Regions from separate parts of the Zea mays genome. Here region 1 is linked to region 2. The links are chromatin contacts, called in public Hi-C maps. All regions are on one chromosome and are shown on one strand. The core of a region is the stretch at or near the end of the contact, and the rest is flanking DNA. Distances in the headings are between cores, read along the strand shown. Region 1 holds the start of LOC100193597 (spoU rRNA Methylase family protein). Region 2 holds the start of LOC103643822 (calcineurin-binding protein 1).

What was found. Hi-C and Micro-C count contacts between places; a contact is called where the count stands out from the background.
Region 1: a contact with region 2 is called in a Hi-C map of leaf, with 3 times the contacts expected there. The contact joins the promoter of LOC100193597 here to the promoter of LOC103643822 in region 2. A contact is called at or near these places in 11 of 25 Hi-C or Micro-C datasets (bundle sheath, ear, endosperm and 4 more).

Annotation. Positions count from the first base shown.
Region 1 is chr1:268,321,534-268,328,014 of Zm-B73-REFERENCE-NAM-5.0, reverse strand. It overlaps LOC100193597 (spoU rRNA Methylase family protein), which reads left to right and starts at 3,556. Exons shown (of 4, transcript NM_001138700.1): 1 at 3,556-3,967; 2 at 4,053-4,332; 3 at 4,533-4,583. The coding sequence starts at 3,618.
Region 2 is chr1:267,916,278-267,923,399 of Zm-B73-REFERENCE-NAM-5.0, reverse strand. It overlaps LOC103643822 (calcineurin-binding protein 1), which reads left to right and starts at 1,744. Exons shown (of 22, transcript XM_020546868.2): 1 at 1,744-2,065; 2 at 2,388-2,478; 3 at 2,576-2,650; 4 at 5,438-5,557; 5 at 5,631-5,671. The coding sequence starts at 2,476.

The sequences.
Region 1 (6,481 bases), core at 2,307-4,806, 400 kb before region 2:
CCCGGGTTTCGAAACGCCGACAAGAGTGTTTGGTAGAAATTCAGCAGATTTATTTGAAACTTTAAAACGTTTTTGGTAGCCAAACGCACCAAGTTAACTTGGTAGCATAGTGGCACGTGTCTTTCTCCCTATAATATAAATAATAACTAGGAGAAGTTTAATAACTCGCTCCTCTATTATTTTGAAACACAATATAAACGCACATATGTACACACGAAATATGAAAATTCTAGAGCAGACAGTTTTTGAGATTGAAGAAATTATCACAAGCACATCGTTGTCGACAAAATGACACCTAACTTAAAAATTACATATAACATTAAAAGAACAATGCTTTGTTTGGATGTCGATATTAGAGGGTATAGAATTGAATTGCATTGAATATCAAATCAACCATGGTATTAAAATAAGATGCAATTGCAATTCTATTGTTTGAATGTCATTGTATTGAAGTTTAGAATTTGGTGGCCTAATTTCACGCAATACGGGGGTGTGGCGCTCTGTATTGGAAGATGTAGTTTCTAGTTATAGTCTAATACCACGGAACTGACTCTCTGATTATAAATCTTAATTTTATATGCAACTAAACGATAGAATTTGAAAAGCCGGTTCTAGTTTCCAATTTTGTATATCAATTTCTACATCTAAAGGTGGTATAAAATAATTTAGTGCTAAAATAAACTAAAAATGGTATAGTCAATATTCGTGCTCAGACGTATTGTCTCATTGTGGGTGCCGCTGATAAGATAAGCTGGCGTTGGCATGTGTGCCAATCAGCGCTGCAACATGGGAGAAAACAATGCAACAACGACACCCTGGTTGAGCAGCAGTAGTACTGTAACATATGCGCTTAGATCTCGAAATCCCATCCATTTGCATATGTTAAATTGAAATATGTAGGATTCTTGTCAATTACGGAAGATGTGAGTTGCATATGTCGTCGTGGGTTGCGCGTCTAATTATGCCATCCAGGTGTTGCATATCTAGCGGTTTTAAAAATAGAGGAAGGACATGCTAGTAATCATGTGTTAAAAAACCTAGAAACTGGTTTCTTAAAAACTAGGTTTCGAACACCCGCACTCATTTTTTTCTTCATAAACCAGTTTATAGAAGCTGAAAATAAAAACTAGTTTTTAAAAAACTAGTGTATTTCCAAACAGACCCTTGGTCGTCAATAAATACAGTCCGATCTTTTGTAGTTTATGATTTAGAGAATCATCCTATTTCTTGAATTTAGTGAAATAATTTTGTTTCTCATGTAAACCCTAATTGTTAGCGTATTTTAAAGAATGAGATGATAATGACTACTTTATTCTGTTTCCAAAAAAAAAACTAAAGAGTGGATTCATGATAAGATAATGGAACACATCAATTAGTCCCTTCAACGAACCATACAAACCAAACATCCCCTTCAACGAAACTGACGCCAATGGCGACCGACACGCCTGGTTGCGTATGCTATTTCAGGTACCTGAAGAGAAAGAAGCCTAGGAGTAAGTACATGGTTGCGCACAGTTTTTCTAAACGTAACAAGCCAAACGCTTCTTCGATAGCTGAACATACCAACCGTCGTAGGCTCGCAGCTAGACATCCCGTGGTAGTATTAGCAGGATAATGATAAGAAAGAATAAACAGTGGAGAAGGAGGAACAGCGCAGCCCCGGCCGGTGCGTTTGGGTCTTCCGGGCGTCAGAAGAGCCAAGTAAGGCCTTGTTCGTTTCCGTCGGATTACACCCGGAATCGTTCCAGCTAATCAAAGTTTGTATAAATTAGAGAAACAATCCGGCCAGGAATCATTCCGACCCACCAATCCGGTAGAAACGAACAAGGCCTAAGCAGTAGCCAAGCACTCACCGGCGGCGGGCGGCCCCCGACCGATCGCGCCCGTGGAGGGGCGCCGTTACGTTCGTTACCGGCGGCGCCGGGTTTCCGAACGCGGGGCGCAACCACCTTGCGTTTTGGTGTCGAGAAGAGGAAGACAACTCAGGCTGCATTTTTCTTTCTTTTTTTAATGGTATATGGCATACCTTACCTCACCGAACCAAACAAAGACTGCAATCACCCAGCGCGGCTGCCATTTCGTTTGCATTAGCGTTATCGTTCGTCGAACCAAACACGTCGTATGTGTGGTCGGACGGGATTCGAATTCGACCCATGCTTCTACTACTACTATAGCAGAAGAGCGACGAAGCGTCTGCAGTCTGCACACGACATATGCCTTCATTGCGTACATAGTACGACACAGAAGTGTGTGTGTGGGGGGGGGGGATCTTCCGTACGTCGCAGCGCACGCAGATCGAACGGCAGCGGCAGCCGCCCGGGATGGAGGACACGCCGCGCCTGCTTCCGGACGACGTTCTCGCGGATGTTCTAGCCCGCCTGGCGCCGCGTCGCCCTGCGTCCGCAGGCAGGGCGTGGCGCGCCGTCGTGGACGTCCGTTGCCGCAAGCACCAAACCGGTTGATAAACTCTGTTAACCGATCGATTTTTATCGGTAATCGGTCTCGCCCGGTTTGGCCGTATCATTTAAATTTGGAGTGTTTTATAAATTTTGAATAAATTTGATGTCAATTTTTTTATGAATACTATGAATTATTTTAAGACTTTTCATTGAAACCAAACTTGAAAACACGCTATGGATTTCAAACTAAAAATCAAATAAGTTTCAAAAAAATTTAAAACCATCAATTTTGCCTATTAGTCGTCCCTTGGTAGTCGATTAATCGGTCCCACGTAGAGATAAACCGATGTCATCTAGTAGCTAGGGTTTGAGGATTTTATTCCTTTTAACTTCAAATCTTTTAACTTGTGGTAACATTTGTGCCATCTTGTGTCCAGATTTTGTGACCTCAATATACTTTATTTGCCAAATGACACGTGGTTCGATTTTCTTCACACGTGCTACCGATTTATCGATTCAATGAACGATAGTGGCAAGCGATGATGAGACTGATAGTGGTAATAAAAGTCCACAATACTAAGAGTCTACCGATATCAGTTCAACGATGTATTCTGATGATGCAAATGGTGGTGCTGACGATAGCGGTGTTGGTCATCTCTACTTCTCTATGTGAATTATCCGTTTCATGAGGTGACATCAACCAATGAGGTAGGTGTACCAATGGAAGGAGTCTGGATACTACCAAATATTGATGAAGTCGTGGAGCACGGCTTCTACGTGCACCCATCAGACTTGAGCAGAGTACAAGTAAGTTCTCTTGGTGTACACACTTCTTTTGCAGCATTTTGCAGCAGTCTCCCAGAATTTAAGCCAGTAAGTCCCCTTGAGAATAACCTGCATAACTAAAGGTATATGTTTTCATTAAATTCAATATAATTGCGGCATAACCAAATTAACCAGAACTATGACAGCTACCCCAATTATAATTTGTTTCTTATGAGCAATTTCTTTGCTACTTTACCATGTCTCTATAATATGATTAATATTATTAGATTTATCTATATTTAGAGCAATAAAAATAACTCTCCAGACCGCTGTAGCCAAATAACATTCGAAGAATGGCAAATGCTTTTGACGAATCATGAAATTGATTTGGGGATGGAATAATTTCAAGAGCCCACGCAGGCCGTTGAGTGCAATCTGTTCGGAGCAGATAAGATGGGCGCCAAGCCCACGAGCCGAAGTTATCAAACGCAGCACTCGCCAGTCGCCACCCCGATGCTACTGGTGCGCGCCCCGCCGTCTCCCGCGCCGCTCTCGGCGGCGGCCAATTTCCCGGCTGATCTGGAGCGCCCCCTTCGCCTTCGCGGTCTGTCCTCTTCCCGTGCCGGCGTTACTACGGCCACTGCCACGGCGAAGCCGGCGGCTTCCTCCCTGGGCGGGCAAAAGCGCAAGCAGGTGACGAGCGTGGCGAACCCGCTGGTGAAGCACTGCGTCAAGCTCCGGCTCTCCGCCGCGTACCGACGCTCCTGCCGCCGCCTCCTCCTCGTCGGCCTCGCGCCTATCCTGTACTCTGCAGCTCCAGGCCCGTGTCATCCTACCTGTCCCGCCAGTCTTCTCTTCCTAAACCTGTGCTTCTGCCCCTTGCTACAGGGAGGTGTGTAGTTTTGAGCTCGAAGCCATCGATTACTTGCTTCTCCTGGACGGCGTAGAGGCCCCAGAGGCGCTGCGCGAGTTCTCTGGTGATATATTGTATGTCAGCGCCGCGGTGATGAAGAAGGTGTCCGGGATGCAGTCGGTTGATTCCACCGAGGCGGTTGCTGTCATGCACATGCCTAACCATTTCCGCGATCTCGGGAGCCATCAGGATGGGGATGCTCTTGATGGTTTGTTCAGTTATCCAAAGAGGATTCTAGTCCTTGATGGGATTCAGGTGAGGATATGCAGTACCCACCACCAAGTCCACCATTGTGCAGACATGATTGCTGTCATTCTTTATGCAGTAGAATGCAAAGCATGATTCAATCCATGTACATTGTTTTTATTTGAAGCAGATGTAGATATGCACATTTACATGTACTGAATTTCATGCAATGCGCGTCTCATGTTAACCATGGTTCACCTACCTTGCAGGATCCTGGCAACCTTGGAACACTGATAAGATCAGCTTGTGCATTCAAATGGGTATGCCATATTCTTTCCTTAAGGTCACTTGTTGGAGTATGTCAGACAGTACTACTGCTGCATCACATAATGTTAAATAATATATTTCTGCTTTGCCTGAGAGTTTTGGGAATGCCACTTATCATCGGGATGTGACACGATCAAAAGATAGAGGGCGTAGACCAGGGACCGATGCATTGGGGCATCGACACGGCTGTGAGCACACACACGATGTAGAAAGGTTTGGACTGCCTGAGCATAATATCCTATGTCCTTTGTATGTTTAATGTATAGATGCAAGTGTGGACAATGTTTACACACTCAGGTGATGTTTGAGCTAGCGAGTGGGCAGAGCCCTATCTGCCCTTGCAATGTCTACTGCCAAGCCGAGCGAGAGAGCTTAGATTCAAGCGAGAGCCCTTATTATGTGCTAACTCCTAGCTGTTGTGTCCAAGTGAGCTTTTGGCCCTTGAACTTGAACCCAAGACCAAAAAGCCTGATCAGAAGCCAAAAGGCTAAGCCAAAGAGTGAGGCCCTTTTGTATGTTGCTCTACACCTCCCTTTTATAGCACAATGGAGGAGAGAGAGTTGCATCCCTGCACGGATTGTGGGCCCTACCTAGTAGAGATCCAACTACTATCTTGTCGTAGTTGTTGTACCGTATGAGGAGCATGCCTCCGATACGTCACAACGGCCAGTGTGACATGGCACATGTAGGTATGGTGCCCAAGGCGTCGAGCACGTCGTAGTTGGTAGTTGTTGAAGGCTGACACACTGCATAGTCCTTTAGGATACACCTGCAACCTGAGGCGTAGCAACAATGTTGCCTTTGACCGCTACGTCACCTTTCACAATAAATACGATGGATGGAAGCCTTATCTTAATTGCTTGGCTTCATGTGCGCCGACTTGGTTGAGATGCTTGTGGTCCTGGGGCCATGCCGCTAGAGGGTCGTTCTTCCCCTCGGGTCGCCTTGGGAGTGCGGGGATCCTTTGTAAGCCCCTTGGCTTGTAGGGCTTCGAGGCCTAGCCCGGCATGGGGTTTGGCCCCTTGGGTGCAGGGCCCCGGGAATGCTAGGATGGCTCCGAGTCAGGCCCTCTGTGGGTTCGTATTCTGTCGATGAAGTTATGAAGGGCGTTTTGCCAGCATCCTAGGGTATGTTTTTACCCAGACGTTGACAGTGCCCCCCATGCCACCGTAGGCCCAAGGAGGCTTGTATGTGGTATCATCTTTATGCAAACGTCTGATAGAACGAGTTTGCCATGCGAGGGGGGGGGGGCAATGTCTGCTTCAACCTGCCTGCACTAGCGGCCAATGTGTCAGGCAACAGTCATGCCATATGACTTCCGAGTTATAAGGGTCGTGCAACGCTTCTGGTGTTGTGTTCGGTAGTTGTAAGAGGGAGAGAAGGGCGCTTTATATCTTGGGTGTGTGGTCCCATCTTTTTTCCTTCACTACTTTGCGCAATTCGCCGCACTTGCCATCAAGTTCTCTCTCCCCCCTATAACTTTTGCCAACCAACCGTAGTCGTCCCATCCCCCTGATCCATTGTGACGTCGTGGCGGCCACCTCCCCATTGGACTCGCTATCGAGCACGCGGGTCTTGAACCAAGAGGGGTTGGAAAAGGTGTGTCGGCTCCTCGAGTGGATCTCACCGCTAGCCTCTAACAACGTGCGAGCAACGATGATTCCACCGCGCATGCCTCAAGAGGTGCGAGGGAGTAGATCTTCTACTCCACGATAGTGGGGATGAACTTCTCATTGTCGCAATTCTCCCCCTGTATCCTGGAGTTCTATGGCGTCCAAATCGGGCACCTCACCTCAACTGCATCCTTGCCATGTTATCATTTTCCTACCTGTGTGAGGCATTCGTGGGGGTGAGACCTTCCGTGGTGTTGTTCCATCACTTATTTGTCCAT
Region 2 (7,122 bases), core at 495-2,994:
TTTTGTCGGATGGTACTCACCACCAATCTTCTGCACTGCGTATCTCTTTGCTCTATAGGCTTTGGTAAGTGAGATCCCCACCTGTGTGTCCCTAAGGACGGTGTCCCTAAGGGACTTAACTCGCCAATCTTTCTCACTTCTGAAAAAATGCTCATACTCTGTGCCAATCCAGTTAGCATCCATTTGCTTCACCGTGTGACTTTTCCCACAAGTGTGGTCCTTTACATACTTCTTGATGTTGAAGGAACGACCATCTGGAAGTCTAGAGGCATATATATACCAAGCACAGTCTACAATTTTGCACTTTGCTGAAACTTGCACAGGATCATTCTTAGGTCTCATAACTTCTCTACCCTCACAGATGATCAAATTCTTTAGTGCTGCTCTAAATTGCTTCAAATCGGTAAAAACTGTTCCAACATCCATAATTGGGTGTCTCATGGTTGAATTGTCAAACCTCACATAATCTACCCCGAGAGACCGATGCACATATATACCCTCACCATCAAAATTTATGGGACTGTGAACACCTTCATTAACCTCATCCGACAAATAAACCCTTTTATCAATTTCATTTATCAATTGTCCTGTATGATCCTTTTGAATTTGTTTCAAATCACTGTTATTATTTATAACATATAAATCTCCATCATCTTCTTCAGTTTCCCATGCGACATATTCTTCATCATCTTCCCATACATCCCTTTCTTCACCTTCCCATACATCACCATCTCCTTCTTCAGTTCCCAAAATGAACAATTTGCACACCTTAAGGCCCTCATGGTCCTTCATCAACTGTTGTACATGTTCTGCACTATCCATCAAAACAAGACCTTGTGGTGCCGTATGGCCAGGTTTTAAATAGTACAAGGTGGCATTTCCTTCGTAGCCATGGTACACAAGATTTTCCTGCATTATAAACCAATCAACCCCTTGTGGCTACATAAATCTCATGTAACCAACCCTTCCACCAGAATAACCATCTACACTACCATCAAATTTCACTCCAACACGCACTTGAAACTCCATACAAAGGATCTGCGTAGTCCCAAAAATATGCATGAAACAATATTCAGTTTTCTGTTCCGAGATGGTACCGAAATTGAATGGACAGTAGCACTGAAGCTCCATACGAAGGAAATACCTGTGGTCTAGGTGATGACAGATTGTCGTCGTCCTCAGATCCAGCAGCCGCCATTGTGAACGGTTAGGGGAGAACGAGTTAAAGAGGATAAAGTAGAAGAAAATGCATTGACACAGGGTCAAGGTGAGGAATATGACTCCAGGGAGCCAGTTCGAGCCGATGGGACGTGGGTCCAAGGACCTTAGCCCTCACTGATGCGTCATGGCTCCATTGCAGGGAGCTCACGCCCTCGCCCTCGCAGCCATCCGCTAGCACAGGGACCAAGCCTTCGCGCCGGGATCACGCCTCCGCGCCGGGGAGCTTCGCCTCCTCTAGAAATCATCCTCGCTGATGGGTTGCGGCGTTGGGGGCTCGCGCCCAGGCAGCCCGCTTACGCGTTGGGATCGTCGTTAACCCGCCTCGAGGGCCATTAGCAAGAGCGCCAGTGATGTTGCACGGTGGCAGCGTCGAGGGGCGTGGGCGCCAGCGCCGCCAGGAGCCAAGCTTAATGAGTTTTAGATGAGCCAAAGATGAAGCCGTGTGTCTGCTATAGATTTAGACCACCTAATTTGGAGGGAGGAGTTTGGCATAATAAAAGTTGTAAGTGGGTATTTGAAAACACCCCAAACTTGTAAGTGGGTTTATGCAGTTTTCCCTAAAAGTAAATGCCAGGAGTAGGGAGCGCAGACCGGTCCGGTCATCTCGTGGCCTACGGCCCCCACTTGATTGCACCAACTCCAGGCCCGCCGCGCTTCGAGCAGCGCTTCCTTCACCCCGTGGCCTACAGCCCACAGTCCGCTCGGCCCGTCGCCGCGCTCGCTCCTCTGGTCGGTGGACGTCACCGTGGCGACGACTGGGCGACTGCCGACGGCCGCTGCTGCCGCCCTAGACCAGGTGGCCAGCTCTTGTCCGGGACCGTTGCTGGCGACGAGAATCCAATAGGTATGCCCACCCCTTCCCTTCTCTTCCTGCAACCGAGCACCCAAACCCTAACTGAAGTTATTTCCAGCAGCGACCGTCGCCTGGAAATTTTAGTGGGCATCAAAATGAACTAACAAACTAATTTTGCAAAAGTAGAGCGGCATGTATACAATTAATCCATCTTCAAAAAGCACTAACAGAATCAAGAGCAGAGTGCATATCATGTTTTGGAAATTAAAGACCATAAGTTCAGGTTCCAATCCCCAGAAAACACTAGAAAAAAGTATTTTTTAACCAGACAACTGCTCACCTAATTAAACTATGAGTTTCCATTTTCCACCAGGTGGCCAGCTCGTGTGCAAGTTCAGCGAACTCCCGGAGCCCTCGTCGCCGTCGATCCTTCCGCGGCTCTATCCGCTGGGCCGTCGACCATGGTGAACCACACTTTCACACTCCGTCCCTGCACACGTCTTGCTCCCTGTTCGAATTCGTCGCTGCTTTTCGTCTTACCCCTTTATCGTTCGCTCGCAGTTCTCCATCGCGGCCATCAACGAGAGCGACTCCGGTGGCCAATGGGAGCCGCTTGCGCCCACCAAAGAAGCTCAGGTGGGTATCCTTCTCCTCCCTGGTTTCTTATCGCTCTGAACTTGCCATCGCCTGGAAATTTTAGTGGTCTGTTTCTTCATCTTCTGGGTTGTCATGAGCTAGGGCTTACGATTTGTGGAAAGCAACGTGTTGGGTCAATCGTGTCTCATCTGACGAAACTATTTTGTAATTGCTCTGTCAAGCCAAAAGCCATCGTCGAGAGATCATGCTGTGCATCACAATCGTCCCCCCTGTTATTCGGTGTACAGGATAGAGTAAAATCCAGAAAATTTCAAGACTAAAATCCACACTTAAGCTGGCATGACCTTTTAACTTAGGTACAACGCCAAGAACAATGCCGCTCATCTATCAGTACTGCATGTTGGACCAACACTGGTAATTTTAGATATTGAAGTGTATAGTTCTTAGTTCTCACTAGTCGTTTGAACTGCAGTTTCTATTGGTAGACATAGGTGGGCATGAAGGTGATTAGTTCTTTAAGATTTAAGATGCTAATCTTTATGTTGAGTTATACTGTGATTAAAATGAAGATAAACATATAGTAGTGTGGTCTGTGGTGTCAGGATTTGTTTTCATAAAAATTCTTTCTGCATGCTTAGGTCTGTTTGTTAAGGTATATGCTAGTGTAAAAGATGGTGCTCTCAGACATATCCATGATTCAAAATTAAATTAGTGGTTGTGACGAAGAATTTTGAGCTGGGAAGGCAGTGTCCACAGGCAATTGCTTAGAGCCCTGCCCTGCTGTGTATCCTTAAAATTGACATGAATTTAGGACCCTTGTGATTTATACATCTATGCCAAATTGCCAAGTGCTACTTTTCTCTATGTGGAAGGAGATACATGCATGGAAAGTTTTGCGCGAGCCTTGAGTGTATCACAGACTATCACAGCTGAGAGGGATATCTGAAGGATATATCATGATTCATGATTAAGTTAATGTGAAGATCTGACTAAAATTGTGCTTGCAGTAAACAAAACAGTTCTGGTTGGGAACCACAGATCTCTTAGGAACATTGTATTCTGATCTGACTAAAATTGTGCTTGAAATGAACAAAACAGTTATTGGCAACCTCAGATGCTTAGATATATTAGGAACAAATGTATTCCGATCTGACTAAAACCGTGCTTGCAGTGAGCAAAACAGTTCTTGTTGGGAACCTCAGATCTCTTAGGAACAAATGTGATCTGATCTGACTAATATTGTGCTTGTAGTGATAAAAAAGCTCTTGTTGGGAACATCAGATATCTTAATTTTTTTGAAAAATGCAGGAGAGCTGCGCATATTTATAGATAAGATAGAAGAAAGGGTCTAACAAGAGAGGTACAGGTTAGGGACACCTGCACCCACACGCACGCACTATCAACTGAAACAAAAACTGCAGATTACAATACAATAAAGAACATACTCTACCCTACCTCCCTAAGAGCATCAGCTAGGCCCAAAACTCCTAGTTGGTTAGCTCCAGCCAACACCCAGTAGGAAGATTCTTTTAGGATGCTGCACTTCATCTTTCCAATGGAGGGTGAATCTTTATCAAAGACAACCCGGTTCCTCTGAAGCCAAAGACACCAAGCCCCTAGGATGACAGCGCTGTTAAGGCCCTTCTTCATGTCTTTGTGACTCCCTCTGTTCGTAAGGCGTCGCCTAGGCGTCGCCTAGGCGACGCCTAGGCGTCCGGGCGGTGGTCTAACGCCTAGGCGCCTTGCCCGCCTACCTCGCCTAGGCGTCGCCTAGGCGCCGCCTAGGCGTCCAGGCGGTGGTCCAACGCCTTGGACCGCCTTACCGCTGACTCCTAGAGCACACTTCCCTCTACCAATCTGCAAAGGAGGAAACCTCCGCCCGGAGTGAGATGCCCTAATCTGAAAGGAGACAAGATGATGTACCAAAACTGTCTAGCAAAGACACAAGATGTACCCCCAATAATATCTTTGTTCTTAAACCTTAACTTGTGTAAAATTAATTGATCTCATGTGACTATTGATATTTTAGGGGGTATTATTGGTGGAAAATGGAAACTCATAGTTTAATTAGGTGAGCAGTTGTCTGGTTAAAAAAATACTTTTTTTCTAGTGTTTTCTGGGGATTGGAACCTGAACTTATGGTCTTTAATTTCCAAAACATGATATGCACTCTGCTCTTGATTCTGTTAGTGCTTTTTGAAGATGGATTAATTGTATACATGCCGCTCTACTTTTGCAAAATTAGTTTGTTAGTTCATTTTGATGCCATGGCGTGGCGTGGCATGAAAATGAACTAGTTTCTAAATTTTCAAAATTGGAGTGCCATACTTCTAATTAGCCTGAAGAAGGATTAATTGTAACCCTTTGAAGAATGGAGCATTTCTACTTTCCTTGAACACCTTTCTGTATCTTTTTGTCTATATCAATTATTGGGTGGGGTAGGGGTGTATCCAAAGTAACACCTAACCACAACACGTTGATCTAATTTCTGTAGCTTTTGTCTATATCAATTATTGGGAGTCCTATCACATGAGAGGAGAATCCACGTACATATTATTGTTGCTGAGTTATTTTTTTGACATATTGGTTCTTTTTTCATGAATTTATTGGATGAAGTGTTGATCTATTGGGTGCAAGTTATTAAGGTTAACTGCAATTTAGATAAGTATGGGTTAATATAAGAAAATGCTGAATAGCGAGTAGTATCTGATTTATATGTTCTGATATTTCGTTTCTTGTGGCAAGAGTGAAATTTTCAGTGTTGAATGTTCTTAATGCTTGTCTCATTGTCATTGTATTACTGAGATTACCTTTTGATGCTGCCAGGAATTTGCGCTCTCTCAGAAGTACCATGAGGGACTCCTCAAGTTGCAACAAAAAGACTATGCAAAAGCTCGTGAACTTCTCGAGGATGTTTTAAAGGACCCACTAATATCAAATGTTCAGGCAATGCCACTTTTATTTCTTTTGCATTTTCTTTTGTTATCATATTTGTAACAGCAATTAGTTTACTCAACAGGCTGATAACATTGGCAGTGATCAGCATTTGCTGCAGCTAAGGTTCTTCTCTCATCCTTTTTATTAATGGTAAAGATGTATATAGTTGGTTGTTATTTTAAATGGGCATAGAGTACTGAAGAAACATAAAAATGGAAGACCATTCACAGAACAATTTAATTGCATAAAACTGTGTTGCCTCTAAATTTTATGGCACGAGATATTATAGATTTCTTGCTATAAGTGACTTCGGAAGACCAATTTTGCCCTGTAAGTGATCGTAATTTGAATATCCATGTTCTAGGTTCATAATCTGAACTACTAGAAATGCAAAATAAGGCAATGGTGTAGCACTATACAAGAAAGACTGCTCATTTTGTTTGAAAACATATCCCTTTTCTGGTAGTTATGAACCTATGGTTCTAATATGTCATAACACCATCATAAGCTTATTGTGCCTGTAATATGCTTTAGTTTTATTCTACAAGTGCATATTGTTATAAAATATGAGGACACTATGCCCAAATATATACACTTATATAAGATAGAGAATGTCTAAAACAAAGATTATATATGAGACATAATACAACAAGGACACATGCATAGGGAGTTAAGGACCTAACACCCCCAAACTCAAGGTGGATCATACACACTGAGTTTAGAGAGATAAAAGCTATACTGAGCTCGGGTCTGCGCCTTTGTGAAGAAATCAACCAACTGAAGCTTTGAAGGCAATCATATCATCCTGAACCTGTGCACTTATGTAATAGGCATCAATACCTATTTGTTTAGTAAGCTCATGCTTGACCAGATCACGAGCAATACTAATAGTGTAGAAATCGAAACACCAAAATCCTCAAGCAACCACCGTAACCAAGTAACCTATGTAGTCACAAGAGCCATATGTTATGACCGGCATTAAGTATAGCCGCAGAAATAAGCGCCCAAGTAATTTAGATAAGGGCGCAGCAGTCTTAGTAGATTAAGTTAGTTATTCAGCAGATTAAGTTAGTTAGCAGATTAAGTTCGTTAGCAAATCTCCTATTTGCTAGGAACTGACTCGCTGTTCAAGGGGGTGCTATATATTGCCCGTGTATTCAATGAGAAAGAGAACAGAAAAGAAATGTATCCAATCTTCGCTTTCTCCTACCTATCTGTCTTCTCCTAACTCTTCCCCGTGCGCCAGCACGGGACCTCCTCACCGCCACCCAATCAAGCAGAGACCGCTGGTATTCCACTCTTACAATCTGAGGAGCCAGCCAGTCTCTACCACCATAGCACACAAGTCAGCCTCTGCACTCAAACGAGAAACTACTATCTGCTTCTTAGTCTTCCAAGCAAGAGGGAATCACCAAGAAAAACATAATAGGCAGAAAGAGATCAACGATCCGACAAACAATTACTCACTTGGCTGGCATTGACGGTTGAGTAAGATATGTGGCATATTGATCCTATGTCTGAGTAATCTTATGTGTGTAACATTAGCTTCTACTGATAAACTACTGACACACTTT